Regions from separate parts of the Mus musculus genome. Here regions 1, 2, 3, 4 and 5 are each linked to region 6. A link is a contact called in public HiChIP or PLAC-seq and promoter capture Hi-C data. All regions are on one chromosome and are shown on one strand. Each heading gives the region's core, a stretch centred on a gene start, on an enhancer-like site or on the middle of the called end of the contact. The rest is flanking DNA. Distances are from core to core; before and after follow the strand shown. Region 1 holds the start of P2ry2 (purinergic receptor P2Y, G-protein coupled 2). Region 2 overlaps Arhgef17 (Rho guanine nucleotide exchange factor (GEF) 17). Region 3 holds the start of P2ry6 (pyrimidinergic receptor P2Y, G-protein coupled, 6). Region 4 holds the start of Fchsd2 (FCH and double SH3 domains 2). Region 5 holds the start of Fam168a (family with sequence similarity 168, member A). Region 6 holds the start of Clpb (ClpB caseinolytic peptidase B).

Region 1 (4,797 bases), core at 1,904-4,403, 650 kb after region 6:
ACCCCAGTTCTGAAGGAGGGAGGGAGAGAGAGAAAGACTAAGAGAGGGAGAAAGAAGCTAAAAAGACCAGGCAAGGTAGTCAGCCCAGCTCTGCAGAGTGGGAGCCAGGGTAGACCCCAACACCAAGGTCCAGCCATGATCCAAGAACTCTCTTCAGGGCCTTTCCCCCCAAGCAGAGTCCAGTTTCAGAGTTAGTGGACCCACAACATACTCACTATACAAGCCTCCGTTTCCCTCAGTGTGCCATGGGAATGGTAGCTCCTAACTCACAGGGTCCTGGTGAAGACTGAGATGCCTTAAACAGTCACTAGCACACAGAAGGGGAGCTATAAAGAGTCCTTCTGGAGGATGCTCATGTGACAGTGCCAGTGCCAGTGGCTGGACAGTCAACTGTGGGTAGGACAGACTGGGCCCCACCTTCAAAGAGATCCCCAGCAGAGGGGGAGACAGTCACAGCACACTGAGAGGTATGGCATCTGGAAGGAGTCTTAGAAGATCAGTGGTTGGGAGTCAAGAGAAGCAGGCCAAACAGAGAAATACAGGGGCAGAGGGAGTGGCCAGCACCCAGCAGGCGGTGAGTGAGGGTTCAGGGTTTCAGCCTGCCTAGCTAAATGGAAGCAGGAGAGAAGGCAGAGAGGGAAAAACCTGGAGTGGAGGCTGGGAAGCTGGGCTGCCTCGAGGGCAGAGGAAGCCCCCAAGAGAGTGTGAAGCAAAGTGTGTCAGTGAGGGGGGACAGAGGCACAATTCTGGCAGTGACAGAGGGTTGGAGGGCTGCGTTAGAGGCTTGGCCAGGCAGGGACTCCCCACCCCCACCACCCCCCACCCCGCCTGCCCACCCGCCCACATCTTAGATTCTCAGAGCAGGAGGTTTTCTCATGGGATGGGGATGCCTGCCAGCCGGCAAATGCTTGCTCAGGGATGGAGAGACAGGAAACCTTCTAATGTGAGGTGGGCCGGGGGAGCCAGGACTGGCGCTTTGACAATCCCCTCCTGAACTTCTGTTGCTAATGCAGATGCCCCTGTGGCTTCATTACACTTCACAGGGACCATTACAGCGCCTGGGCCTTACCATTAGCCTGCTTTGGCTGCGAGATTCAGGGAGACGCCCTCAGTGCTGGTCTACACTTCATAGGGTACTCACTGTGTCTCACAGAGCTCCCATTTCCTGGCTGGATCAATAGAGGTTCTAAACTCTTTCAGTTGCAAACTCTCAAGTCCAGAGTACGTGAAAATATGAACGCAAATGTGCTCAAACTGGAATGCGATGGGGGTGGGGGTGGGGGTGGGGGTGGGGGTGGGGGGTGGGTAGGGAAGTCTACTGGATTTGGTGATCTACAAAATCTGAGGATTGGGAAACCTAACCTCCCAGGCTCTTCTGAGAGGGGATACTCACTCTGCAGACCCAGAAAGCTCAGGATCATGGGCAAGACCCCAAATAAGGACATTTAGTCAGAACAGCAAGACAGGAGTACATAACACATTGTGCAGAAAAGAAGATGGAGAGCCAGGCGTGGTAGCACATGCCTAGAATATCAGCTCTCAAGAGGCTGAGTCAGGAGGACTGCTGAATGAGGCCAGCCTGAATTACATGGTGAGTTCAAGGCCAACAGGGCCTACATAGGGAGATCCTAGCTATAAACAAACAAACAAACAACAAAAAGAGGGCTGAATCTTAGAAAGTAGACACAGAAAAAGTGAAGGAAGACTTGAATCTGAGTACTCGGGCTTTACCAGGTCACCTGACATGATGTCATGTACCTTGGGAATGTCGTTTCTTTGGCTATAAAGTAAAGGAATTGGACCACAGCAAGGGTAAAGTCCAAGACTGCCCACTGTCCAGCCTGTGGGTCTTCTAGAGGCTAGGATCCATCCTGGGTCCTAGGGGAAGCAGCAGAAAAAGACCTGACGGCTCAGAAGGGAGATCAGGAAAAGGAAATCCGCTGGGATTTCAATAACCAGAAAGACTTCCCTCACACGAGGACCCTAAAGCCACAAGGGTGGCTGTGGAGAGATCTAGATTTCTGGAAGCTGCCTGCACCAGCTCCCATAGCCAGCAGAGGTTAGACAAGGAGCCTTTGTGTCTGCTCAAAGGCCCCAGGAGGCTGCAGAGAGGCTCAGCCACCCAGCTCTGTGTATTCACCCTTCTCACTCTGGACAGGGCTGCAGATCGGACCCTTTCTGGACCCCTCCAGGGGCTGCGAATGGGACTTTAGTCAGCGGATACACAACTAACAAAGTCTACAGCCCTTGGGCAGAGAGCAAACTCCTCACCATAGGAAAAGGCTTGTTCTGAACTTGTCCGTTTATTTGGCCACCCCAAGACTCCCTGGATGGACACGAAAAGTAGGATCATGGAAGGACTGGCTTCATTTCGCAGAAAATGTGTCTTACAGTGCTAAAGGTGGCCTAGAACTTATACTAACAGATGCCTGAGTCAGAAATGGGAGGGGGCAGACACCCTCTCATTCATCCACCCCTTCACAGGACAGCAGTGAGGTGGCTGGTGTGGTCCTTGCCTTTTTGAGCTCAAACTAGGACAGGAATGGGGTTTGTGACTACAGAAAGTCTTCAGAGCAGGCCAGAGAGAAGAATTGAGGCAGTTCAAGATGAGAGATCAAACTAAACCAGGACTTCATGGACCCGTTAGTGACCTGAACGAAGAGCAAAAGCAGACGGAGGTGGTGAAGCCGGCAAAGATTTCTGCTGGTACCAGCAGTCTGAAAGCACATCCATCTGTCCATCCGTAAGTGACGCGGGATGGGGCAGCAGCGGAGGGAAGGCTGAGGGTCAGTATAAAGGTCCATCGGTGGGCAGTGACAGGAGCCAGGCCAGCACAAAGCAAACCTTGTAAAACTTGGGCGTCGCTGAAAATCGGTGAGCTAAGCAGGTGACCTCTGCTCAGCCAGGACGGTCGCCTTCCGCCTCTCCTTGCTCAACAGCCGTGGCGGACACGCTGACCGGCGGCGACACTGACCGACCGCGTCCCCAAGCGGGTGGCAGACTGGAAGCATCTGTTTAGAAGGGTTGGGGGCGGCTCCGGCGTCTGCCCAGAGTCTGCCCCGCCCTCCTGCTCACAGCCAGGCTATGGGGTGCGGAGCGGGGCGGAGTAGGGCGGGGACCGCGGCGCTTCCAGGCACGTGGGACCCTGCGCCACTCGGCATGGGACTCGGGCACCAGGAACAGCGGCGGCAGCCCTTGGAGGGGACCAGCGCAGCGGGGAGGTGAGAGGTGCTTCCTAGAGGGGAGCGGACACCAAGAGAGGTCGCCAAGTGAGGCCTGGGGACGGGAGCGCCGGTCGAGTCAGCGCCAAACAGGGAGAGCCCATTACGTGACTGTCCCGAGGGCTCGGGCTCCCAGCCCTTGTACTGCGCAAAACTGGGCGGTGAGAGCCGGCTGCCGGTGCGCTGATGAACTTTGTTTCCTCTAGAGCGTGATCTCGGTGAGTGTCATCTTGGTGTGTTTACCAGCATACTGGGGGAATCTGTGTGTTAGTGGGCAAATGCGCACACCCTTAGGGTGTGAGTGACTGAACTTAGTCTGTGTGTACCCCTGGGGCGTAAGTCTGTGGGCTAAGAGACCTGGGAATCCTGGAGACTTCTTGCGCTTGGACTCTTAACTCTCCCCAGAGTCAGTCTGGGTAGCTCACTCGGTGTCAGTGAGGTGTCAGTGAGGAACCGGAGGCAGTGGCAGCAGCGGCGGGGTTGTGGGGTTGGGAGTGGGGGGTGCGGTGGGGTGGGAATGTGGGTTGCTAGTGCAATTTCATATAAGGACAGTTAAGACTTTGATCTGTCTGGAAACTTTTAATCGGGCAGGTGGTGCTGTATGAAGGGTCAGGCAGAAGAAAGACAGTGTTCACCTCACTAGGGCTACAGTGTGTGTGTGTGTGTGTGTGTGTGTGTGTGTGTGTGTGTGTGTGTTACTGATCTCCAGGAGCTAGACCCAAGTGTAGATCCTTCTGGGAACTAGCCTTTCCAGTTTGGAGATTTATAGGGCTAGGTGACTGCTGTGCTCAGAATGGCATCCCTAGAGTCCCTGGGTCAGCAGCCTTGTTTTGGATCAAGTTTGGAATAGTGGCTTTTGAAGATCAGGCTGGGGCGGCAGGGAAGTGGCAATTATCTGTGGGTGGGAGTGGGAGGAAGGAGAGTCTCTGAACAGACTCTACACTGCTGCCAGTGTGGGTCCTGCATGAGGGCTGGGGACAAGCCCTGCTGCGGAGGTCTGCCCCTCTCCTTTTCCATGCTTTGGATACTCCAGAGTTTTGAGGACATGGGCAGGTTGGCATACTGGGTAATCCTCAGAAATGGCTGCCCAGATGCAGAGTGAGGTTGTGGCCTTTCCGGGATCCCTTTTGCCCACCTACCCCAGGCACCAGATGAGCATGTGAGGATGTCACCAAGGCCTCATGGGTGACACCAGGAGTTCTTTAATTTCCTGGCTGTAGTCTTTCTTCTTAATGAGAAGTGCTTATGCTACTATTGGAATGTTGTTGAACTGTTACTTGTTACAGTTTATAAGAATCCCTCATCTTTTCCTCCTAAAGGCCCCATGAGAAAGGAACTATTGCCTTTATTTTGTAGATCAGAAAATAGAGGCTTGGAGAATGTCTTCTCTAAGGTCACAAAGCTACATAAATAAAACCTGGGACTCCGCTTACCTGCCCCAGCTGAGGCCTCCCTGCCCAGGGCCAAAGTTTCAGGATGAGGCAGTGCTACTTATTTCTAGGCTGAGGGGAGTTTGATTTCTCCAGTGTCTCACTCTGTGTCCTGGATGTCAGTCTATGGACCAGGCTGACCCCCA
Region 2 (4,303 bases), core at 1,543-4,042, 760 kb after region 6:
GAAGATTCAGCTGTATCCTCTTGAAACTGAAAGGGGTGGAGTGACAGAAAAAAACGAAAAGAAAAAAACCCCACATTAAAAAAAAAAAAATCATGCAGTTAAATTCAAACCACATGCCCTACAATCCCAGTCCTGCAGGCCTCTGCTGCCACCTAGCAGTGCTTGGTGGAAGTGCAGTCCTAGAGCCCCAGCTTCCTCACTTGGGCTTCATCAGCCATGCCTTTCTCCCAGTATGACCTCAGTCACCCTCTGGGAACCTAGTGGGGAATTTAGAACCCTCTTGAACTTTCCCACCTCCTTCATCTGTTTACAGAAGGGGAAACTAAGTCACAGAGCAGGAAGGCCAGCCAATAGGTACATGTTATGTACCCAGTGTATGTCTAGTTTATACTCATTCCTGTTTGGATTATTCTTGTAGTCCTGGGGCAGGCAGACATTGAGACCTCCCTTCTGTTTCCATCTATGTCTTAGCCATCCAGGGAAACGAATACAGCTGTCAGCCCCACTTCCTAATTCAGGGTGCCCCAGGTTTGGCCTGACTTCTTATTTATGTGCCCTGCAACTTAGTGAAGTCTTTCAGCTGCTGATACGCCATTTGCTTGGGGTTAGATCTTAGCCTAGGTCACCCCACTGAAGTTCTCAGTACACATCCTGTAGGAACCGGTGTCTTTCCTAGACCACGGTGCTCCTGGGAGGTCAGAGAGGTGCTCCTGGATTCTGTTACTGTCTTGGCAAAGTATAGATCTGTAGTGTGTTGAAGACTGGACTGGGGAGTTATCACAGGGCACTCAGGGACAGTGTGAGGCCTACATAGGGCTGTGGAGAGAAATTGTACCTCAGGTCCCCATCGAGGACCTCGCAGTGTATGCTCTACCCCAGGTCTGGGATGGGCCAGGAGTGTTGTGGTCAGGGATTTTCTTCTAGGCTGAGAGATGGGCCAGCCGGGTTTAGCCATCAGAAGACAGCCTGGAATCCAGCCAGGAGAGCGAGGGCTACCTCTTGCTTCTTTCACAGCCAATAGATCTCTGTTTTATTTTTTTACTACTGCCCCTGCTGGGGTCCCAACTTGACCCCTCTGGGCCAACAGATGAAATGTGGGTTCATGCAGAAATCAGCCTGGCTTCATTTCTCTGCCAGTAGAGCAAGAGCTCTAGGTCCAAGCACTGCCTCTTCCTGTCTGCAGGGCCCTGGCATCCTTGTCTGCCTCACTGGGCCTCTGTCTCCTTTTCACTGTGAGTTTCATGGTAGTCAGGTGGTGCCTGGGCTAGACTCGTTCCTCTCAGACTTAGCAGTTAATATTGATGTTTGGCTCGGGCCTCGTCTAAGCCGTTAGTTGGAACATCTATACATGGCATGTGGCCCGGGCTCCCTCCCAACATGTAGGCCGGGCTTTATGGCTATGCAGGCTGCCAGGCTTCATGGAGCAAGGTAGTCCCAGGTACTGGGAGGCTGAGTAGGAAAAGTTCAGGACCTGCCACAGCTAGTTCAAGGGTAAACTGGGCAGCTTAGTGAGACCCCTTATCAAAGTTAGAAATCTCTAGAGGAAGCCAGGTGTGGTGACTCGTGCTTTTAGTCCTAGCACTTGGTAAACAGAGTCAGAGGATTTTTGTAAATTACAGCCTAGCCAGGGCTACATAGTGAGACCATCTCTCAAAAATAAATGAGTGCCGGGCGTGGTGGAGCACACCTTTAATCCCAGCACTCGGGAGGCAGAGGCAGGCAGATTTCTAAGTTCAAGGCCAGCCTGGTCTACAAAGTGAGTTCCAGGACAGCCAGGGCTATACAGAGAAACCCTGTCTCGAAAAATCTAAATAAATAAATAAATAAATAAGCAGGGACTAGAGGTCTGGCCCGGCAGTTTAGCACTTGTTGCTCTTGCAGAGGACTTGGATATGGGTCCCAGCACCCACATAGTAGTCCACAACCATCCACAACTCTAGTTTCAGGGGATCCGGCACCTTCTTCTGGTAACCGAGAGCACCAAGTATGCATGCGGTGCACAAACATACATGCAGACACACACACACACACGAAATCTAAAACTTTTTAAATAAATTAAATAAAAACAAACAAAAGAACACCACAATGGTGGAGTGCTTGCATGACCCTGGGTTCAATCCCCGTCATCACTGGGACAAGCCAGAAGAGCAAGTTTTAGGTGTCCTGTGACTTCACTTCTGCTAGTGATCTGTGTCCAAGAGAGTAACAAAGGTCCATCCAGTCTGGAGAAGAGGGGCCCTGGACCTCATGCTGTGTGAGAAGAGTGTTTGCACCATGTTGGAGGAAGAGCCTACCAGATGGACAATGTTGTGGACACGAGCTTTGACAGATATCACCCGACACATCACCCCGGGGTGACTGTGAGGACAGGAGGCAGTCATGGAAAGGACGCAGTCCATGTGGAACCCACGGCAAATGCTTTGTAAGCGAGGGCTAGTGGTGTGTTGCTGGTTTCTGTTTGGGATTATTTTGAACGTAGCTGGTTTTGATCATTATTGAAAGACCCTTCAGTTTTTAACCTCTGCCTAGAACCCCATGGTTCGTTACAACATGGATTGCTGTGCAGTTGTGGCTACAGATAACTAAGGGGCCACACAGATGGGCCGTGCTTCATGTTGCTCCTAACCCCGTCTCCAGTTGCACACAGGACTCTGCCTCTGAAGCAGGAAGGCGCTTTAGCTCCTTAGGCCCCAGAGCTTTCCCTCCAAGCCCCAGAGCTCATCCTCCAGTGACAGCCCCACCCGGGGCAGCCAGTCCCCAGAGATCTCTGTGGCTTGGACATTTCCCTTCCAGCTGCCTGTGAGGCCTGGGAACTGAGAAACCTTAAGAGGCCTCTCCTTCCAGAAAGGAGGGTCTACTGATGGCAGGAAGTGATCTAGGGAACCAAGGGGAGTGGATGGGCAATGGAAAGGGTGGTAGGAAGCGGGGGCCCCAGGAAATGAAGTGTCTTCCCCAATCCACATACTAAGTAGCGTAGCGAGGATTTGAACCTGAAATACACAGCTCCATAGCCAGCCATCTTGGGCTCCATACCACGGAATCCTTTTGTAACTTTTGTCTCCTTGATGACGGAGCATCAGAGGTGGCAGCAGCCATTGGGAAGTAGATGGCCTATAGGCTGCGACTGTGTAGTACCAACTCCACTTTCATGGGTATGGGTGGGGCAGGAGAGCCAGACAGCACATCTGGGTTGGTAGTCCTTGATCCTGGCATGGCCCGTGGCAGCATTGTATTCATCTTCCAGAATGTTCCTGACTCAAGGGAACCTCTTTATATCATTGACTCGGAAAGAAGAGACCAGAGAAAGGTGACTCAGGCAGCCAGTGTGTCTCGGAAGTGCAGGAAGCTTGCAGGCTTGAAGGCAGCCAGCTGGGTCCTACCTTACCAGCAGGACGGCCTCGGCCTCTCGAAGCTTTCCTGGTTTATAAAATGGGAGAGTTACAAGAAACAGAGCTCTGGTGTATGTAGGTTGGTGGTTAAGGAGCCAGCGCTTACAAAGCAATGATGAATCTAAGACCCACGCAAACAGTATTTGTCATGGAGAAAGATCCTCCAGGCTCCCCGTGGTCCAGTGTGGGCAGCTCTGGGGTCCAGAGATCTTTTTTTTTTAAAGATTTATTTATTTATTATATGTAAGTATACTATAGCTGTCTTCAGACTCTCCAGAAGAGGGAGTCATTACGGATGGTTGTGCACCACCATGTGGTTGCTTGGGTTTGAACTCAGGACCTTGAGAAGAGCAGTCAGTTCTCTTAACCACTGAGCCATCTCTCCAGCCCCTCCAGAGATCTTTTGACAAAGACAGCTGGGCAGGTCTGCAGACCCTTCCCATGAAGCCTGATGACACCTGCTTTCCAGACCTGTGTCTCCCTTAGGAGTTGTCTTTGCTCTTTTTGATATGGGGCTTCCCTGGTTATCAAAAATGACCTTGAATTCTCATCCTCCTGCCTCCCCAGCGCCGAGACTACAGGCATGTGCTCCCATGCCAGGTCTATGCAGTCCTGAGGTTCAAACCCCAAGCGTCATGCTTATGAGGCAAGCATTGGACTAGCTGGCTACACCCCAGCGGCCTGGTCTTGGGTCATTTCTTTCAGGTCTTGTCTTCCTAATGAAACCCTGGGTGTGGACATAAACATCCTCCCTCCCTCCCTCCCTCCCTCCCTCCCTCCCTCCCTCCCTCCCTCCCTCCCTTCCTCCCTCCCTCCTCCTTTCCTCCTTTCCTTTCCTTCTGGTGTGCAGGTGGTGCACATGACACAACATGCATGTGACAGAGGACTGTTTTTGGAGATAGTTCTCACAGTCC
Region 3 (4,355 bases), core at 1,358-3,857, 700 kb after region 6:
AACGCCCAGGGAGGCCACATCTCCTACAGAACCCAACCAGGCCTCTCCTATTCCAGACAGAACGGAGAATGGTGTTGACTCTCTCACATCTTGAGGGTGGCAAGGAGCCATCGGATAAGGGCCTTGGGACCTAGAATATACAAGAGACCATCCCTACCCGTGGCTCCTTCTCAATCCTCAGTGGGCAGGGAGAGCTCTCATCTATTGCTGCAGGAAGCACAGTTCTGCAAGGGGTAAATATACCCAAGGAAGGCCAGAAGGAAGGCAGTGAGCTTGATCCAGCAGTGGTCACCAGGGACAGGGCTCTCAGGGTAGCCTGGCTGTGTGGGAGTGTCTGACTTATTGTAGGTGGCTCGAGGCAGAGAGGTCATTGTAGAAGAAGGCTCAGTGCCCATTGCTTTTGGGCCACTAAAGGTCTGAGGATAGTGGGGCTTTTGGCCCTTCCAGAGAAGCCCACACCCAGGGCTGATCTGGCAGAGCCTGCTTAATCCCCTAAGCCTTCCTCCTCTTCTTATGCAACTGCTTTTGTTCTGGGGAAAGTCGAGGAGCCTGTGGTGGCTGCCACCTTACAAATCTCCTATGGCATCTGAGCTGCCCTGGAATTGCGGGCCTGGGAAAACACTGCTGTGGACTGGGAATTCTGGGGTACCCTGGAGTGAGGTATGTAGACAGCACAGCAAAGGCACAGATGCACACAAGCACTGTACCCCACAATGTAGAGGTGAACGCACTCCCTGACCAGCCCGCAAGTGTGCGTGCCCAGCATTCCTCCAGGTTGACTGCCACGTCCTCTCGCCTGGGAGCTGACCCTCTGGATACTTTGCCCCCCCCCCCCACTGCAGTATTCCTTTTCAGGATTTTCCCTACACAGGGACAGAGGGATCTTCCTGTCAGTGGCCTGCTATTGGGTGGGAGTAGCGACTTCTTTGTTTTCTATGAAGTCACACTTACTTCTTATCAAGAGAATGGGCCTGCTGCCAGGGGCCCTGAGAGATCAGGGTCTCAGGATGTGAGGAACGTGTGATACCCTCTGTTATCTTGGTCTGCACATTGCCTTTTAGTTACTGTGATGACCATTCATGGTACCACCAAGATGTGGGTGCCTTCATTTATTATCATCATCATCATCATCACCACCATCATCATCATCACCACCACCACCACCATCATCATCATCACCCCACCATCATCATCATCATCATCATCATCATTCTTACTACTGCAGCTGCTACTATTACTATTGCTATTACTACTACATCTTACAGATAGGAGAACTGAGATCCAGAGAGGGACAGACACTGGTTAAGGTCACACAGCAAATTCAAGCAGAGTTAACCAGTGCCATCTTATCCTTGGGCTAAGGGAAAATGCTTTCTGCCTCTGGGGCTTAGAGTATGAAAAATGGGCTTGGTTGGGAGCCTAGGGGATGGGGCAGGCTAGGACCACCAAGCAAGCTTTGTGTAGGGAATCTTGATCTTCCTACACCTGGAGCTGTGTTAGCTCCCTCACACAACTCCACTGTGAGGCTCTTCTTTCATGTATACATGCCAGGGAAGAGGACCAAGGGACAAGACACCTCTGCCTTGTCTTGGAACCCAGGCAAGGCCCCAGAGCCACCCCTCTGCTGGGGTAGGTCAGAGGGTGTATTTCCTCTTCTGGCCTGCAGAGGGCTTGCAGGCCAGGCTCTGGGCACAAATCAAAGCATTGGCGTTCCGAACTGAAGCAGGGCCCAGGAGCCTGCCTGGCCTTAGCTCCTGGCCTGCTTCCATCCTGTAGGGCTTGAGGTACGGTCTCCTCCAGGCTGGGTGGACTTCTCCAGAGAGAGACAGAAAGTGGTACAGGAAACGGAGACCTAGTAAATCCTAGTTCAGTCCACTTGAGGAGACCCTAACTCTACTCAACACACCTCTCTTGATTTTTCTCTAAAGCTCTCACCTCCGATCAGAGACTTTGCTCTGCACTCTCACTCCTAGTAAATGACACCAGACGAGGAGAAAGGGGATAGGGGATAATCCGATTGACAGGGAGGGGCTGTCCGGGCCAGTCAAGTACCCAGGCAGAGCTATCCATTGCCTTCTGCTGGTCCTGCCCAAGCCCCAGGATGGATGGAGGTTAGGGAGGAAGAGTCACCCCTGTTCTGCCCTTCTTCCAAGCCACCCTCTTTCTGAGGAGCCATTCTTGGTCCCTGGAGAGTGGTGTCTGGACATGCATGGTTGGAGTCACAGACAACAGATTCCTTAATCTTGGGGTCTGGGTCTCTCTTAATGAGCCTTCCAGGCACTGCTGAGAAACCAGGGTAATTGTTCCCTGTGGCAGTAATGAGCAGGAGCCAGGCTCTGTCCAAACTTGAGAGAGGCCAGGAGGGGAGCTGGTGTGTAGCTAGGAGCCTCCCTGTGCCCAGCCCTGGGCCTTGAGTGCTCCCTCCTTCCATCTTCCCAGGAACCCTCAGGCTAAACTGATGGTCCGACGGTCCCCATCGCTAGGCTGAGTGGGCAGAGCTAGGGGTGACTTGCTCCTAGTCCGGCAGTGGCTGACTCAGCCTTGTGCCAGACACTTGAGCAAGATCTCCAGATTGAGGCCTGAGAGACAGTGTCACTTCCCCTCCTGGTAGTCCCAGTTACCTCATCTGCCACCTCCCAGACTCCTGCACTCTGGGGCACAAGAACTGCCTGGTGGCAGGGGCTGCTTCGGGAGTCTAGCTTGCTCCAGTTCTCATGGCTTGCAGGCGGTTGCTGTGTCAGAGGGAGTTTTCAGGTAAGGGTGCTTCCCTCCTCCAGTGTTTGCCCGCTGTGCACACCATTGCAGTCCCGGGCTGGGTGCAGAAGGCTGAGCAGGTGTGGGTGGGTGTGGGGCCTTCTCCCTTCCTCTTATTTCCTCTACCAAGTTCTGCCCAGAACTAGGCTGCACAACACCGGGGGACAAGGCACAGAGGCCTGGAGTGGAGGAGGCAAGGAAATGGGGACCTGACTGTGTCTTGGGTGGGGAGGTGGAATACTGAGGCAGAGGTCAGAGTTTGACTTCTGAATGAAACATGACATTTTTTCCCCTTTCTGGGCCTCAACTTCTTACCTGTGAGTTCAAGTAGCTGAGCATGTGCCTGAGTATTGTCTATGCTAGATGATATAGCATATAAATGTGTTTAATCCCAGCAGAGGTAGGCAATCTCTGTGAGTTCAAGACTAGCCTCTTCTGCATAGTGCATCTCTTGTGTGTTGCAGGTCAGAAAGATCCTATCTCAAAAAAAAAAAAAAAAAAACCCAAAACTCTGTGTGTGTCAAATTTTAGAGAGTAAAGAGGGTCCCTTGGGGAGGGGCTGGGCGGGACTCTCAGAGCTGCTCAGGCGCCTTGGCAGGAACTAGCAGGAAGGATGCTAAAATACAATGTAGCCTGAGGTTAACTCCACTGGGAAAACGGATTCCCTGAGTCCAGGCACTGCTTGTTAAGGGGAAGAAAAGCAGAGTAATTGGATGTATCTGGGAGCAGGGCTAAATCCTTCTGAGGGTTTCTGTTCACATTTGCCTCTGCTGATCCTGACGGAGGAAAGGCAGGCAGGCGCCCCATATTTGGTACTGCTACCTCCGGAACGTACGAAGCTAGCTTTGTACCTGGCGCAGCCTTCCCAGCGCTAGGATTACATGCATGTACCAAGTGCTATGCCTTCCATGGTGCATCTGCATGTGTGTGCAAGACAAAGGTGTGGATGTGTAGTTCGTGAGTGTGTGTAGCTCCAGTGCCAGTGGGAGTTTCTACTGCTGAGACTCCATTTGGCTAGGATGAAGCTCAGCTTGTTGCAAAGCATGTCTGAAGCCCTGGGCTGGATCCTCAGCACTACAAGATACTGGGCATGGCAGTGAGTATCTGTCATGCCCCTACTCAGGATGTAGAAGCAGGAGGATCAGAAATTCAAGGTCATCCTCAGCTACGTAATGAGTTCAAGGCCAGCCTGGAGAAATTTTTTTCTTTCCTTCTTTCTTTTTTTCTTTTCTCTTCTCTTCTCTTCTCTTCTCTTCTCTTCTCTTCTCTTCTCTTCTCTTCTTTCTTTCTTTTTTTCTTTTTTTGGTATATCCTTACTATTTGTTAGTTTACCAGGAAGAGTTGGGGGGTCATAGTCTAGAAACTAACACTAACTATTATCTCTAGCCTGTCCTCTTGCCTCACCCTGGAACTGTTCCTACAGACTTCACTGGGGGGTGGGGGTCCCTATAGGACTGTCTTCAGTGCTGAGAATCTGCCTGGCTCCTCTATGCCACCACCCTCCCTCTGAGTCTCAGAGCTGGCTGGGAACCTCAGTTGTCCCATTGAATCTTTGTGATATTCCAATGTCTTCTGGAGATGCTACTAGTATTCCATTTTAC
Region 4 (4,484 bases), core at 336-2,835, 550 kb after region 6:
AACTACATAAAATATTCCGTAATGGCTGCAAGAAAGCACACAGTCTCAGAATGATGCCCTCCACTCTGACAGCACATCAAATCATAATCTCTTTCTCACAAAGGAGAATGCAAAAGTGACCTTCCAGCATATGCAGGGCTTTTAAACTAACCCAGCAAGCCAGGCCGGGTGGCAGCCCACTTCAAACAGAGAGAACCGCCAAAGCCAGCTGGCTGGAGCCATCCTCGCCAGGCCGGACCCTGGGATTTCAATTGGTGTGTGATCGTGGTGGAATCCCGACCACCAGAGCAAAGCTACATGGAGAGGTGGGGTACACGTGCAGGGGGAAAGGGGGAGGATCAGTAACTGGGCAAAAAAATCAGATTAAGAAGAGAAAAGAAAGGGAAGCATAGATGATGAGTTACTCATAAGGCAAATGTTTGCCCACAAGGGAAGGATGTAACTGTCTCTACCCACTGCTCAGAGTAGATACCTAGTATCCATCTGAAAGATTTAAAAAGGCAAGGACACAGCCTTGGCAGTGCGGAAAGGTGTAGAAGGGAGCAGCCGAGTTGCTGGCAGCCCCAGAGCACCGTCACTGCCACCCAGGCCATCCAAACCCCAACCGTAGTGCTCAAACCATGCAACGCCAGGTTCTGGATTTCGTACTGGAAGCTCTGCTGTTTTCCTGGCCCCCTAGCCCGAGGCGGGGCAAAAGGGATGGGGGGTGGGGGTTAAGCAGGACCCGTCAATCCTTAATTTGCTTTCCCTTGGGGTGGGAGGGCGGAGACCGTTCCAACTTCTTTTCCGCAGCCCCGTGGGGGGAAAAAAAGGCCAAATCTTGAGGCGAGACTTGAAACAAATCCCCCCGCGAATTTGCCAATGGGTGGAGTGTCGACAAGCGACTGGAGGGCTCGAACCTGGCGCAGACTAAACAATCCGTCACGCACAAGGCTCTGCAAATCTGCAGGGGCTCCCCCGCCTCTCCCCCATACAGCTCTGAGAATGCACTTTGCTCTGGGCAGCACTGCCATGCAGACAGACACACACATGCATGCCCGAAAGAAAAAAAAAAAAAAAAAAAACTCCAGCGAGTGTCTCGGGGGGAGGGAGGTGTCCTCCCTAGTACTGAGGAGCACTGGCCGCCCCTCCGTCAGAAAGACACCCCGTACACGCGACCCCCTGCTTGGGGCGGGCGGCAACTCTGACAAGCCAAGAAGCTAGAGTGGTCACGGTCCCTTGCGGGAAGGGGGAGGGGGCGCAGCGGTCGCCCCAGCCGCGTTCTTTGTACGCACCGCCACCCCCCAAATCTCCAAAGCCCCCCGCCAGCTGCGCCCTTACCTTCCTCGGCGGCGGCTGCATGATGCTGAAGGGACATCAATCCTCCGCCCACCCCTGACGGCGGCGTTTAAAGGACTGTGAGGGTGAGGAGGGTTGGAGAAAATGGGGCGGCCCAGCAAGCCAGGGCGCGCGCTTGTGTGTGTGTGAAAGGAGAGCCTGGGAAGGAGAAGGAAGAGGAATCGGCCCGGAGGCTGCGAGGCAGGCGAGCGGCAGGAGCAGCCGGGTCGCAGCGAGTGTGGAGAGAAGGAGGAGCGCCGGGAAGGCCTGGGGCCCGGGCGGCCCGGGGGGTGTGTGAGGGAAGGAGGCGGAGACGGCCAGGGGGCGGGGGCCGCCGGGGGGGGGGGGCTCGCGGCTCGCCGGGCGGCTGAGGAGGAGCGGCCGCGTCGTCCGCGCTCGCCGCCTGCCGCGGCCCGGCTGCAGCTGGCTGACGCGGCGGCCCCCCACCCACTCGGGCAGCCCGGCCCTCGCGGTGCCCAACGCCCCCGCCCGGCCCGGGAAGGAGGAAGGCGGCGCCACGCTCCCCTGTTAGAGCTCCGCCAACCACTCAGGCCGCGGGAATTTCCGGCCCCTGGCGCGCGCCACAGCGCCCCGCTCCGGCTGCAGAGGGGATGCGCTCCCGGCCACACCGCCTGCTTCAGAGTGGAGGGGGGGAGGTTAGCCAGGCCGCGCCACGGGGCTCCGGATCTCGGTGTGAGAAAGGGGGAAACTTCACGGATTGTTCGGCCGAGGGGAACGGTGGGGACGGGAACGGGACTCGAGAACTACCCCAGTTCTCTCCGACGATGGAACGTTCCGGACGCTTCCCGTCCTCCCTCCCCCCACACCGAGCAGGCAGCTGGGGGCTTCCCGCGCGCCTTCCCGCCAGCCCGCTGGGGCGCGCGACTCCTCCGGGAGCGCGCACGTGGGAGGGAGAGGACTCTGCTCCGACGCACGCGCACAGGCCGCCCCCGCCTCCCGCCTGCATCTGCGGCTGCACAGTTTGTGTGGGAATTTGGCAGGAGTCGAGGGGGGCTAGGCTCATAGTGGGATTGTTTGCAATAAGGAAGGAGGTACCTAAGAGGATTCGGGATTTTGCTTTCTCTCAGTCCCTCAGCGTACCCTCCCTCCTAGTCAGCTAAACGTGCACTGAGAAATTTAGCATGAACAAGTCCTTTTACAACTAGCCGCAGGTGCCAGACCTATGCCATTGGAGGACAGGTGAAATAACCTAAAATTGCCAGGCAAAGGAATGGATGCCCTATTCCAGAGTACTTAGCCAGACCTCGTGGAGTCAACTGAGGAAAAGAATGAAAATCTCTTGAATCGGTCACTCCCATATCACAGATAGGAAGGCTGGTGTCCGCAGAGAATTGGAGCCATTCTCAAGGTCACATGGCATGCCTAGAATCCCAAGGGCTGAGTGTGAGGAGGGGTATCTTGCTTGGTGTTAGGGCGCATGCCTAGCAGCCAGAGAGGCCCTGAGTTCATCACTAGCATGGCAGAGGAAAGGATTAGGTGAGATTAAGAACCATAGGGAGACAGCAAGGGCCATGGAGGAAGCCTCTGAAGGAAGCCCTTGTCTGGAAGGGAGGACTTCTAGGTCAACTCACTTTGCCTGTCCTGAACTACTTGAATAAACTCAACCTCATCTGGCAATGACAATGCTCTTTCTCCTCAGGGTCCTATCAGGCACCTTCTCACTCTGTCCAGACCACCCAAGGAGTATCAGGCTCCCTTTGGGTTGCTTGGAATAGTAGAAAACCTTCTTCCTCGTTCCTAGGCACTATTTTTGAGCCACAGCTCCACAGGCAGCCACAGTGTGAGCTGGATCTCCCCCCTCCCCCACTTCATTCAGTACTTGCAGTCCCAGATAGCTGTTCTCAGAAACTCAGTTCAGGCCAAAAAGGAAGTCCATGAGACTGGACTAGACCAGGATGACTTACTTACCAGATAACCTACTGGCTCTGTGACCAGAAGATGAACTCCTACCCAGGTGTTTTATGTTGAGTTAACCTACATGCTAACAGATGAGATGAGGAGTCAAGAGTTGAGAGCTGTGTATAAATTACAAAGCCTACTCTACTGTTTCTGGTTTCCTTGAAGCCATCCATTTGCCACCAGTGTCCTCATTCAGATCAAGGAAGGCCTGGGGCAAGGGAAGAGTGGATGGGAACCCAGAGTCCTGACCTCCTCTGAAGCACAACCACTAGAGGTCGGGAGGTGGCCCTATTCTCAGCCTCACCACTGTCAGATGGTCAATACTGAACAAACATTCACTGATTCCTTCATTGGTAAAATATTTGCTGCCACCCTGCTTTATGTGAAGCTTACACCAAACACTAGGGTATGGAAGTGAGCAAGGCAGATTCACCCGCAGTCCCAGACTATTGAGTGGAAAAGCTAGGATAACAGCACCTGCCCAGATGGCCTGCATGCAGCAGGTGCCTGATCAAGGGTTTCCAAATTCTAGTCCTGGGCATAGCTGCTCTGTCTCGGGGATTATCCTGCCTCACGTCCTTGGAAGTGAATACTGAGGATATACAGTTTCTGAATGTTGGAAGATTTGGGATCTCCTAGACCACTGATCTGCTGTGCACTCAGTGGATATTGGAGCTCATCTAGAGCATACGGTAAATGATACTGTGCATGGTCTCAAACATCTACTAATGTAATCCAAGCCCTTGGGATCATGAGTTTGAGGCAGCCCAAATTGTCTACAGAGACCCAATAGATAGATAGATAGATAGATAGATAGATAGATAGATAGATAGATAGATAGATAGGACAGAAAGAAGGTGGGGCTGGAGAGAGGGGTCAGCAGTTAAAAGCACTTATTGCTCTTGCAAAGGACTAAGGTTTAATTCCCAGCATAACCACTCACAACTGACTGTAACTCTAGGCCCACAGGATCCAATGCCATGTTCTGGTCTCTGCAAGCCCCAGGCTTGCATCTAATCACACACATACATGGAGGCAAAACACTTGTACACAAAAACTAGTAAATCTTTTTAAGTTTTTTTAATTTGCAGTGTGCCTTTTCAAATCCTAAACTTTCTTATGGTTTCTTCAAGCTAATGTTTACAGTAACCTTATGACATATTATTTTCTTCATTTCTACAGTAAGAACCCTAAGACCCACAAGAGATAGGTCATTTGCCCTTCTCATGCTTCCAAGTTCACCCTGC
Region 5 (4,318 bases), core at 453-2,952, 960 kb after region 6:
CTTCTCCCACCTTTGCTTTGAGAGCCCCCAACTTTCCCTTTTTGACATAGGAACTGCAAGACTCCCCACTCTCCCTTAATTCTACCTTAAATGGCTCTCTCATAACTTTACCCTTGGGGCTGCTATTTCCAGACAATTCCAACGTAAAACAAAAAGGTCAAATTGATAGCATGAGATATCCTCTAGGAGAATCTTTAATGTACCTTCTCTGTCCCCTGTGAAGACCCTTCTAATGGTCTTGTTATTACTGTCTCTCACCCAAGCAGCTGATGTAAATGTTCTAACCCCTAAACCTCTGGTGTGTCTTGGAGGACATCTTAATCCTTCCTTTCCTAAATAAACTGACCCACTCCATCCCCGCTGCCACCTCACCACAGGTAACCAGCTTATCACAGACATTTCTTCTGCAAAACTGGCAGAGAGACATTTTCTTTATGATACCATCCACTAACCTTGCTCGACACCTGCCAGAATTATTTTAGTTGAGTCCAGCTGAGTAGTCTGACATATCCTCTACCTCCAACTTCCGCTCAGGGGAGCCACCTTGTTCCTTCCAGAGACTCTAAACTCATCCTAAATCCTTTTCCACTGAGCCCTCATCCCCAATTTCAATCCCTGTCTTCCTATTTGGGGCCCAACTTACAATTCACTCCCTCCTGTCAGCTTACCTCATCCATCCATCTCCTGTAGTTGGAGGTCTCATCACTACCAGTCCAAATTCAAACCTCCAGCAGCAGCCTACCTCAAGAAAACCCCAAACAATTCCTACCTCTTCTGTTCTCTCCAAGCCCTATTTCCGTAAGTATTCACAAATTCCATCATCCCCAGAAGACAACAGCCCATTTCAAGCTGGGGTCTCAACCCATGCCAAAGCCCTCACCCCCAGCTCCTACCATCTCCATCTTCCTTCCCCAGGTCCACCCCAAGTCCCACCTTCCAAAATTAGCACTCCCTAGAGTCCCATCCAACGTTTATATCCCACTGGCATTGAAATCATCTCCTTAGCCCCCACCCCGCTCTGATCACAAGCTGTCAACTGCTTCAGGCCAACCCCAAATCATCACCTTCATTCAGTCCCATCCCCCATTAAAAGACATCCCACTCCAATCTCACCTTCCACCTCGCCCCAAGACAATCCCAAATTCCACCTCAATACCCTACACACCCCATGCTCCTATCCCTGGTCTGGTTATCCCTCCATGTAAAGTCCTACCCCCTCACCCCCCTCCGCTACCCTCCCTGACCTGCTGCTGTCCCACCCTCACCCCACTCCCAGCCCGCGTACGGACAAGTCTCCCCCACCAGCCCGCCGTTCCATCGCCACCTCGGTCCCCTCCCCCAAGCCGGCGCGGGGGCCCTACAGCCCCCACCCTCGTTCTCCCCGGCGCCACCAGCCCTGGCTCCACGGGAGCGGGCCGGGGGGCGGAGGGGGGGTCTCCTCACCGGCGAGCTGCTGCAGACGAAAACCGCGGCGGCCGCAACTGAAGCGGCGATGCCCTTGTCTTCTCTGGAGGCTACAGCGGCGACGCTCTCGTTCCCTCGTCCGTGTCCAGTAGGGTGGTGGATGGCGCGCAGGGACGGGAGCCTCCTCCTCCTTCTCCTCAGCTACTCAGATCTGAATCCTCTGCAGTAGCCGCGGAGAAACCCGACAGTGGGGGAAGGGGACGCTCGGCTGCAGGCAAGAGAGGAGGAGGCGGAGGGAGGGGGCGGGGGACCGCTGAGAAGGGCGGGGGAGGAGGAGTCGGCGCGCTGTCCCGACACGTCCCACAGCCTCCGAGCTCTTGAACTACAACTCCCGGCATGCTCTGCCACGGCCCTGCGCGGCCTGGTTCTCCCAACCCTGCTCCGGTCCTGGACCGCACCCTCTTGGGTCACAGACAATGGACTCCCACGGGCTTTTGTAAACTCAAAGGCCTCTTGGGAGGGAAGTTGGATATTTCCGCAGCCTCATCTCCATGAAGCAAAACAACCTACACATGCACTCTTTTCCGCCCAAGGGACTACACCTCCCAGCATGCCGCACACAGTTTCCCATTCTCTCCTTCCGGACCCCTCTCAGACCCGGTACTACAGTTCCCAGGAGTGTGGTCCTTGCGAAATGCTGGGACATGCAGTTCTCAGTCCTTCCTCCATGTTAAGAAAAAAAGAAGTGAAAGAGAGAAAAAGGGGAAGGACTATTCCAACCCACTGAGCTTGGGCCTAGATTGGCTACATCACCTGTAATTCTGTACTCTCCTCGCCATCTCCGTTGTCACTGTCTCGCCAGAACTAATGCTGCATCAGCTTCCCTGGCATCCCTGAAAATCAGAGGACAAGTCTGCAACTTAAATCCTCATGTAAAAAGCACATTTGTTTACATTTACATTACTTATAAGTATTTAATCTAAAAAGATTATCAAAAATTTTTGGAAAACAATGCCCACGGTTATTATAGGAGGTTGTTGAATATGAGTTGAGAAGGATGTAGATATTCATCAATAGAGGGCTGATTTAATAAATAGTGATGTATGTATTCAACGTAATGCTAAGCAGCCATTTAAAATGATGGTAAATATCTTTAGACATGAAAGGCTTTTCACAATTTCTTGTCAGAGGGGCAAATTGATAGCAAAAACAGCAAGATTAGACAGGTTCGATTTATTTGAAGTTCGAGGATATAAAAGCGTAAAGATTTCAGTGAAGAGATTCTCCAAAATGTTATCAGTGATTATCTTAAAGAAAGAATTGTTAGGTTTCAGGTTCCTCTTATCTTTTATACTGTCTGAATTGTTTAAGGAAGCACACACCGTTTTTTAAACATAAAAGGTTATTTCATATGCATACACACACACACACACACACACACACACACACACATGCTTGCACGCACACACACAGATACAGCTATAGATATTCCAAATACAACAACCTCTTGATTTCCCACCTACAAACTTTCCTTGGGTCTTGTTTACCTAAACAGTGTTTCAGGACTGTGTGTCTACCTTTCTGTAAATCCCACTATTAAAATAATGGTAGTTGTGTACTGTATTAGTTACTTCTCTGGTTGCTGAGACAAAATACTTGATAAGAGCAATTTAAGGAAGGAAGGAAGGAAGGAAGGAAGGAAGGAAGGAAGGGTTTACTGTAATTTACAGTTTTATCTTAGGGAAGATAAGTGTCAGGTCCAAAAGAAATTCAGGACAAATAGTGACCTGTGGTGCCTGGCTATTAGCATACCAAAGAGCATTCTGACCTCCATGCACCGCTTAGTGATCCCTCAGTTTCATAAGAACCTGTTACAGACTCCTTGGCTCTAACATGACCCTAAATTTCTTCAGTTCATGGGCTTCCCCCCCCCCCCCCGGCTTCTCATTATCCTATAACCCTAATATTTGGGCTCTCTTGGCCTCCTCTCTCTTGCCCCTCTTTCTTGGTAAGCTCTTTCTCTTTCTTTCCCTGCCCCACCTCATAGCCAAGTCCATTCTGTTGGCCATGTTCATTCTACCACTCTTCTTTCTGCTCTGGATTCTTCCAGATGCCTCGAGCTGAACTCTCCCTCAGACCTACAGTAAAATCTCCCACTGAGCCATAGCACAGAACTATTACGTCATCAGTGTAAGCAGTAAGGCCCCAGGAGCAGGTCACGTGAGAGGGAGATGCTTGTTCTCTCTTTCATTCCATCTAAGAACCCCATCCCGTGCACTGCCCATATTTAGGGTAAGCCTTCCCACCTCAGTCAGCCTAATCTAGATAATCCCTCCGACATGCGTAGAGATCTGTTTTTCCACAGTAATTCTAAATCCCATCAAACTGACAAGATTAGCCATCACAACTACAATTTATGGAAGAACATAAAGTTAGCAAGGAGCTCTCAATCTCTCTTCCCAAATTATCTCTTTTCGGGGACCTTCTCTCTCTGCTCCAGACAAAGTTTCCTATAGCCCAAGTTTAACTGGAACTGGCTCGATAGCCAACGCTGGACCTGAAAGCCTTGAAAGCCTGACCCGCCTTTCTTGGCTCTCCAGGCATGCGCCATGTTCCCAGCTGCCTCTTCCTACTCATTCTCAAGGCCAAAGCCAAAGGTATACCTTCCATAGAGCTCATTTTAGACGAAGTGATTTTCCTTATATCTTAATTCTTTTTTTTTTTTTTTTTTTTTTTTTTTGGTTTTTCGAGACAGGGTTTCTCTGTATAGCCCTGGCTGTCCTGGAACTCACTCTGTAGACCAGGCTGGCCTCGAACTCAGAAATCCGCCTGCCTCTGCCTCCCGAGTGCTGGGATTAAAGGCGTGCGCCACCATGCCGGGCATATCTTAATTCTTATCTTGGTGGTTTCTAAT
Region 6 (4,326 bases), core at 1,094-3,593:
AGGGAGGAATGAGTGAGGCACCCTGGGCTCGCAAACTTTCCATGGTTTTCCATTACCAGAATTCCCTTTGGCTTCTAAAGAGACCCATTCCTCAGAACATTGCACTGAGGGACTCTGCTCAACACTTGTCTAGGCAAGTTGGCAAGACTGGAACCAGCCAGAGCTTTATGTCATCATCTCTTCTATTAGATGGACATCACTGAAATTGACATGCCATGAAGTCCAGTCTAGGGCTCCCAGTAACCTCTCAGGCCAGACTTCAGACACATTTATCCTCTTCTTCCAAACACACTGGCTGCTAGACAGTCTGTCCCTATGACCATGGCTCTTCACTGCTTACACAATTCCAAACGCCCCTGCCTGGCATGCAGGGCCATTTCATCTTCTCTCACCTTATTCCAAAGACCTTGTCTTCCAACCCTCACTGGCCAAACTGCTAGCCTGTCCACATGAGGCTAGCTGAAGTCTGGGAATGGAATCCAATCCAATCCAAGGACCACATGTGAATGTCTCCCTTCTCTGGGTCACACGCTGGTAGACAGATGCTTGGTATTAAGGAAATACTAACAGAGGTAAGATGGAGGTCCTGCCCTCGTGGGTTACACAGGCCCCCACCCTCTTTATGTTTCCTATGCTATCCTTCAGAAACCAAGCTCAAGCCCCACATCTTGCAAGGACTTCCAGTCCTCCAGGAAGGCTATCCTGACCCCAGTAGCTCTCTGATCCTCTGTAATACTCACTAGCCCTGCATGACCGGCTGCTGCACCCTCTCCCCTTAGCTGGCTAGGTTTTAAGTTGGGATTTTCTGAACACCTAGGTCCAAGCTAAGCACAGTGCCACCTTCATGTTTGCACAAGCGGAAACCATACAATTCCCGCATGCTTAAACTAGAAAGGCCCTACCTACTTCAACGCCCTCTTCAATAGAAAGGAAACGCAGGGCAGCAAAGAAGGATTAAGAGTCCAGATTTACAAAGACAGTACAAGATCCTCCGTGTCCTTGTTCCTCATCCAGAAGTCCTTTCTTTCCAAGCGGCCCCATCTTATTAAACAAACAAGGGAAGGTCAAGGCGGTCTCCAATCTTGTTCAACAATCTCAGAGTCTGGGGTGCATGGGACAGGCAGGCACTGACAACTGAAAACCTGAGAGGTTGGGCTCAGCCAGGCCACCCTTGCAGCTCCTGCTCAACTCTAAGCAACTGAGGTAAGAAGCCAATCTGAGTTAGCTACCTCCACCTCCTCCCTCCCTCCCCCACTGCTGTAAGTCTCCAGAGAGCAACTTTCAGCCAACTCCCTGTCCCCCAAGGCTTCACACACACACCCTCCACAGTATCCAGCTCATCTTAAACATGACACTAAGCAAAACTCTAAGCAACTAAACAGACTCTGAACTCCAGGAAAGGTCAAAATATTAGAGCACTGAGAGCTTGCCTTCATTAGACAGTGGGGAAACTAAGATTAGAGAGGAACATGGGGTCAGGCTAGCACCAGAACCAAGTGTCCTCCTTCCTTGGACCTATGTACGCAGAAAAACATGTAGAGGCGGTCCCTAAAGCTGTTGAGGCTTCCTGGAGACCTCTTGAAAGACTAATGGACAAGATATAATATTGGTACATAAAAGGACCGGGCTGTAATTAGTCAGTCCAATGTCCCCAATTATACTTGTATACAAACTGATCCCAAAGAGGGTGCTAGACCTACGATGGGAAATGATGTAACTTCAGTGAGTTTTCCATCTGCTGCTCCTGGCAGCAGAAGGTAACTGGGTTTCTTCAAGGTAAGGTTATGCGGGTTTAAATTTACAAATACCTTCAACCTTCCAAAGGAGTCATGACCCACCCACCCACCTCTCCCTTGAACCCAGTTTGACCCCATAATCACCCTTGTTGGATGGATTCTTGCTGTAGCACTGAACCACCAGCGCCATGGCCAAGGCCCACATGCCCAGACCCGTCTTGTTGGGGACCCCATTCCAGCTGTCTTGTCCCGGGAGTGTTTCTTCGGGGCTAGGACCGCGTTCCGACGAGGCGGCAGTCAGGTATGGGATCTCGGTGCGTTCTCCACGGCGCCCCCAGGTGGCTGCCCCCCGTCCGGGGACGAAGGTAGAAGATGCTCCAGGGCGCACCCAAGCGGCAGCTCTCAACCGCTGCGGCTCCCCGCGGTCTCCGGTGACAACGCCACGGCCGTAAGCACCTCCCCGGCTTTGGAGAGATGGAGATTTGATTAACCCTAGGAAGAGCCGAGGCGCTGGCGTGGTTCTCCTCAACACCGCGGACAACATCATGACACCTGCTTCTAAAACCCGCTGGTGCCGGCCCCTGTGCTAGCCACGATCAACATGGCTGCCGCGGCGCGTTCGAAGACGCCGCTTATAAGGTGGGACTGCGCACTACCTCACGGGAGTGGTAGTCCACAGCCCCAGATCTTTCTCTAGCTGGAGACTAAACAAACTACATTTCCCCGAGGGCTGTGGAATGACATCACAATGACCGCTGACAGCGGAGCTGGAAGAATGTTGGGAAATGCAGTTCGGGCAGAGGGGCGTGGCAAAAAGGAAAACTCTGGTGGGGCGTGGCAATTAGGATTCAAGATTCCAGAGCCCCGTATTTGTATTAACACAGAACTTTAAGCCCTGCCTTTGGAAGGTGGGAACCTGAAAGAACGGGAATTCAAGGTCTGGGTCAAAATCACATTCTTGGTCTAGGTCAGCCCCAACTGTGTAAGATATCAAATATCAAATCAAAATATCGAAAATCAAAATACAGGAATCCTAGAACAACTTCCCTAGTGTTTAAATAAAATTGCATTTTCGATGAAGACCTGTTAAGTAACTTGTACCCCTCCCCACTTTTATTCTGAGTTGCTATTGCTTTTCAAAAAGATGTTGAGTGTTGGGAAAGGTGGTGTGTGTCCTTAATCCCAGCATTCCAGGCAAAGGCAAGCAGATCTCTCTGAATTTGAGAAAGTCTAGTTTGCATAGTGAGTTTCAAGATAGTCAGGGTTATGAGCCAGAGAGACTCTGTCTCAAAAGACTTTAAGACTGTGTGTGTGTGTGTGTGTGTGTGTGTTTAAAGATGTGTGTGTGTGTGTGTGTGTGTGTGTGAGTGTGTGTGTGTGAGATCCTTAGGTTTGGCAGCAAGTGTCTTTTATAGTTGAGCCATCTTGTTTGTTACATAATAGTGAATCTATGAATTGTGTTTCAGTTGATTCCTTCTGTAGTTAGCTGACAATTAGCTACTCATATATCTGTGTCTGGCCCCTTGTGTCTCACAGAATTACAAAACTGGGTTTGGGATTGTCTGGGGTGTTGTTTTACCCTGGCTCAAAGCTGTACCTTCCATAGAGTTGCTCCTGATCTAGAGGATACAGAGAAAGCCTTGTAGGCGGAATGCTTCCTGCTCTTGCATTAGAGCCTCTTGAGCTAGATCGAGGGAACAGTTTGTCTGGGCTGCCAGGGCTTCTGACAGGCCCAGGTACTTTGCTGGTTGGTATCCAGTGGTGCCTAGCTGGCTTGTTTGAATTGTTAAAGCAGGTTTTGGGGCTTTCCATTAGCCTGTTGGCTGAGAATAGGTCTTAAGCCTTGGTTTGCATCTGTCCCACTCAAGTCTCATGCCTGCGTTTACCTGTACATGGAGCACTCTAGCTAACATCCATTTTCCTAAGAAAGGTCAGTACATGACACTTGCCCTATTCTTTGCTTTTTCCTTCTCCACTTCTGGAACTCTTCATAGGAAGTGGATTAGTCTGCATTAAAACTTGTGGGTGTTGGAGCTGGAGAAATGTCTCAGAGGTTAAGAGCACTGGCTGCTCTTCAAGAGGCCCCAGTTCAATTTCCAGCAACCACATGGTGGCTAACAACCATCTATAATGAGATCTGGTGCCCTCTACTGGCCTTCAGGCATACATGCAGGCAGAACACTGTACACATAATGCATAAATAAATCTAAAAAAATACTAAACCAGGCAATGGTGGCAGCACTTGGGAGGCAGAGTCAGGCAGATTTCTGATTTCGAGGCCAGTCTGGTCTCCAGAGTGAGTTCCAGGACAGCCAGGGATACACAGGGGAACCCTGTCTTGAAAAACAAAAGCAAAAACAAAAAAACACAAAACAAAACAAAAAAACCCAAACACACAAACAAACAAACTTAAAAAAAAAAAACCTTGCAGGTGTTTCTTTTCAATTTGCCACTTTGACATTACCTCTACTTCTATGGAATCTCTGACAGTATTTAGGAAGGATTTCTCATGCCCAGATCATGAAGCAATCACACACTCATGCATGACTTTACATTTTATTTCTGGTTATTGATCTCTTTTGAATTTACC

The links. Promoter capture Hi-C pulls out the DNA fragments that hold promoters and counts their contacts. HiChIP or PLAC-seq counts read pairs in DNA pulled down with a chosen protein or histone mark.
Region 1: a FOXA1 HiChIP or PLAC-seq map of pancreatic cancer cells shows a contact between it and region 6. The contact joins the promoter of P2ry2 here to the promoter of Clpb in region 6. A contact is called at or near these places in 1 of 39 promoter capture datasets (embryonic stem cells) and 4 of 115 datasets of contacts at active chromatin or transcription factors (embryonic stem cells, extraembryonic endoderm stem cells, large pre-B cells and 1 more).
Region 2: a contact with region 6 is called in an H3K27ac HiChIP or PLAC-seq map of embryonic stem cells, with 5 times the contacts expected there. The contact joins the enhancer-like site here to the promoter of Clpb in region 6. A contact is called at or near these places in 1 of 15 datasets of contacts at CTCF or cohesin (large pre-B cells), 1 of 484 Hi-C or Micro-C datasets (cortical neurons) and 3 of 115 datasets of contacts at active chromatin or transcription factors (bone marrow-derived macrophages, embryonic stem cells and large pre-B cells).
Region 3: a contact with region 6 is called in an H3K27ac HiChIP or PLAC-seq map of embryonic stem cells, with 3 times the contacts expected there. The contact joins the promoter of P2ry6 here to the promoter of Clpb in region 6. A contact is called at or near these places in 1 of 15 datasets of contacts at CTCF or cohesin (large pre-B cells), 5 of 115 datasets of contacts at active chromatin or transcription factors (embryonic stem cells, large pre-B cells, pro-B cells and 1 more) and 1 of 9 other capture datasets (liver).
Region 4: a contact with region 6 is called in a promoter capture Hi-C map of embryonic stem cells, with 4 times the contacts expected there. The contact joins the promoter of Fchsd2 here to the promoter of Clpb in region 6. A contact is called at or near these places in 2 of 39 promoter capture datasets (embryonic stem cells and hippocampal neurons), 1 of 484 Hi-C or Micro-C datasets (embryonic stem cells), 2 of 115 datasets of contacts at active chromatin or transcription factors (embryonic stem cells and large pre-B cells) and 1 of 9 other capture datasets (adipose tissue).
Region 5: an H3K27ac HiChIP or PLAC-seq map of large pre-B cells shows a contact between it and region 6, with 4 times the contacts expected there. The contact joins the promoter of Fam168a here to the promoter of Clpb in region 6. A contact is called at or near these places in 2 of 39 promoter capture datasets (both in liver), 1 of 484 Hi-C or Micro-C datasets (B cells), 1 of 115 datasets of contacts at active chromatin or transcription factors (large pre-B cells) and 1 of 9 other capture datasets (liver).

The regions. Positions count from the first base shown.
Region 1 is chr7:101,010,354-101,015,150 of GRCm38.p6, reverse strand. It overlaps P2ry2 (purinergic receptor P2Y, G-protein coupled 2), which reads left to right and starts at 3,153. Exons shown (of 3, transcript NM_008773.4): 1 at 3,153-3,439.
Region 2 is chr7:100,903,265-100,907,567 of GRCm38.p6, reverse strand. The region is part of intron 1 of Arhgef17 (Rho guanine nucleotide exchange factor (GEF) 17); the gene reads left to right. Among named protein-coding and RNA genes, the nearest start is that of Mir3102, 23 kb to the right of the region's middle. Within about 2 kb of position 2,792, at least 13 of the 459 cell types and tissues checked have an H3K27ac peak or open chromatin away from gene starts, as enhancers often do.
Region 3 is chr7:100,962,618-100,966,972 of GRCm38.p6, reverse strand. It overlaps P2ry6 (pyrimidinergic receptor P2Y, G-protein coupled, 6), which reads left to right and starts at 2,607. Exons shown (of 3, transcript NM_183168.2): 1 at 2,607-2,754.
Region 4 is chr7:101,105,876-101,110,359 of GRCm38.p6, reverse strand. Fchsd2 (FCH and double SH3 domains 2) reads right to left here and starts at 1,585. Exons shown (of 20, transcript NM_001146010.1): 1 at 1,321-1,585. The coding sequence starts at 1,341.
Region 5 is chr7:100,704,019-100,708,336 of GRCm38.p6, reverse strand. Fam168a (family with sequence similarity 168, member A) reads right to left here and starts at 1,702. Exons shown (of 9, transcript NM_001362169.1): 1 at 1,444-1,702.
Region 6 is chr7:101,661,768-101,666,093 of GRCm38.p6, reverse strand. It overlaps Clpb (ClpB caseinolytic peptidase B), which reads right to left and starts at 2,343. Exons shown (of 16, transcript NM_009191.4): 1 at 1,881-2,343. The coding sequence starts at 2,283.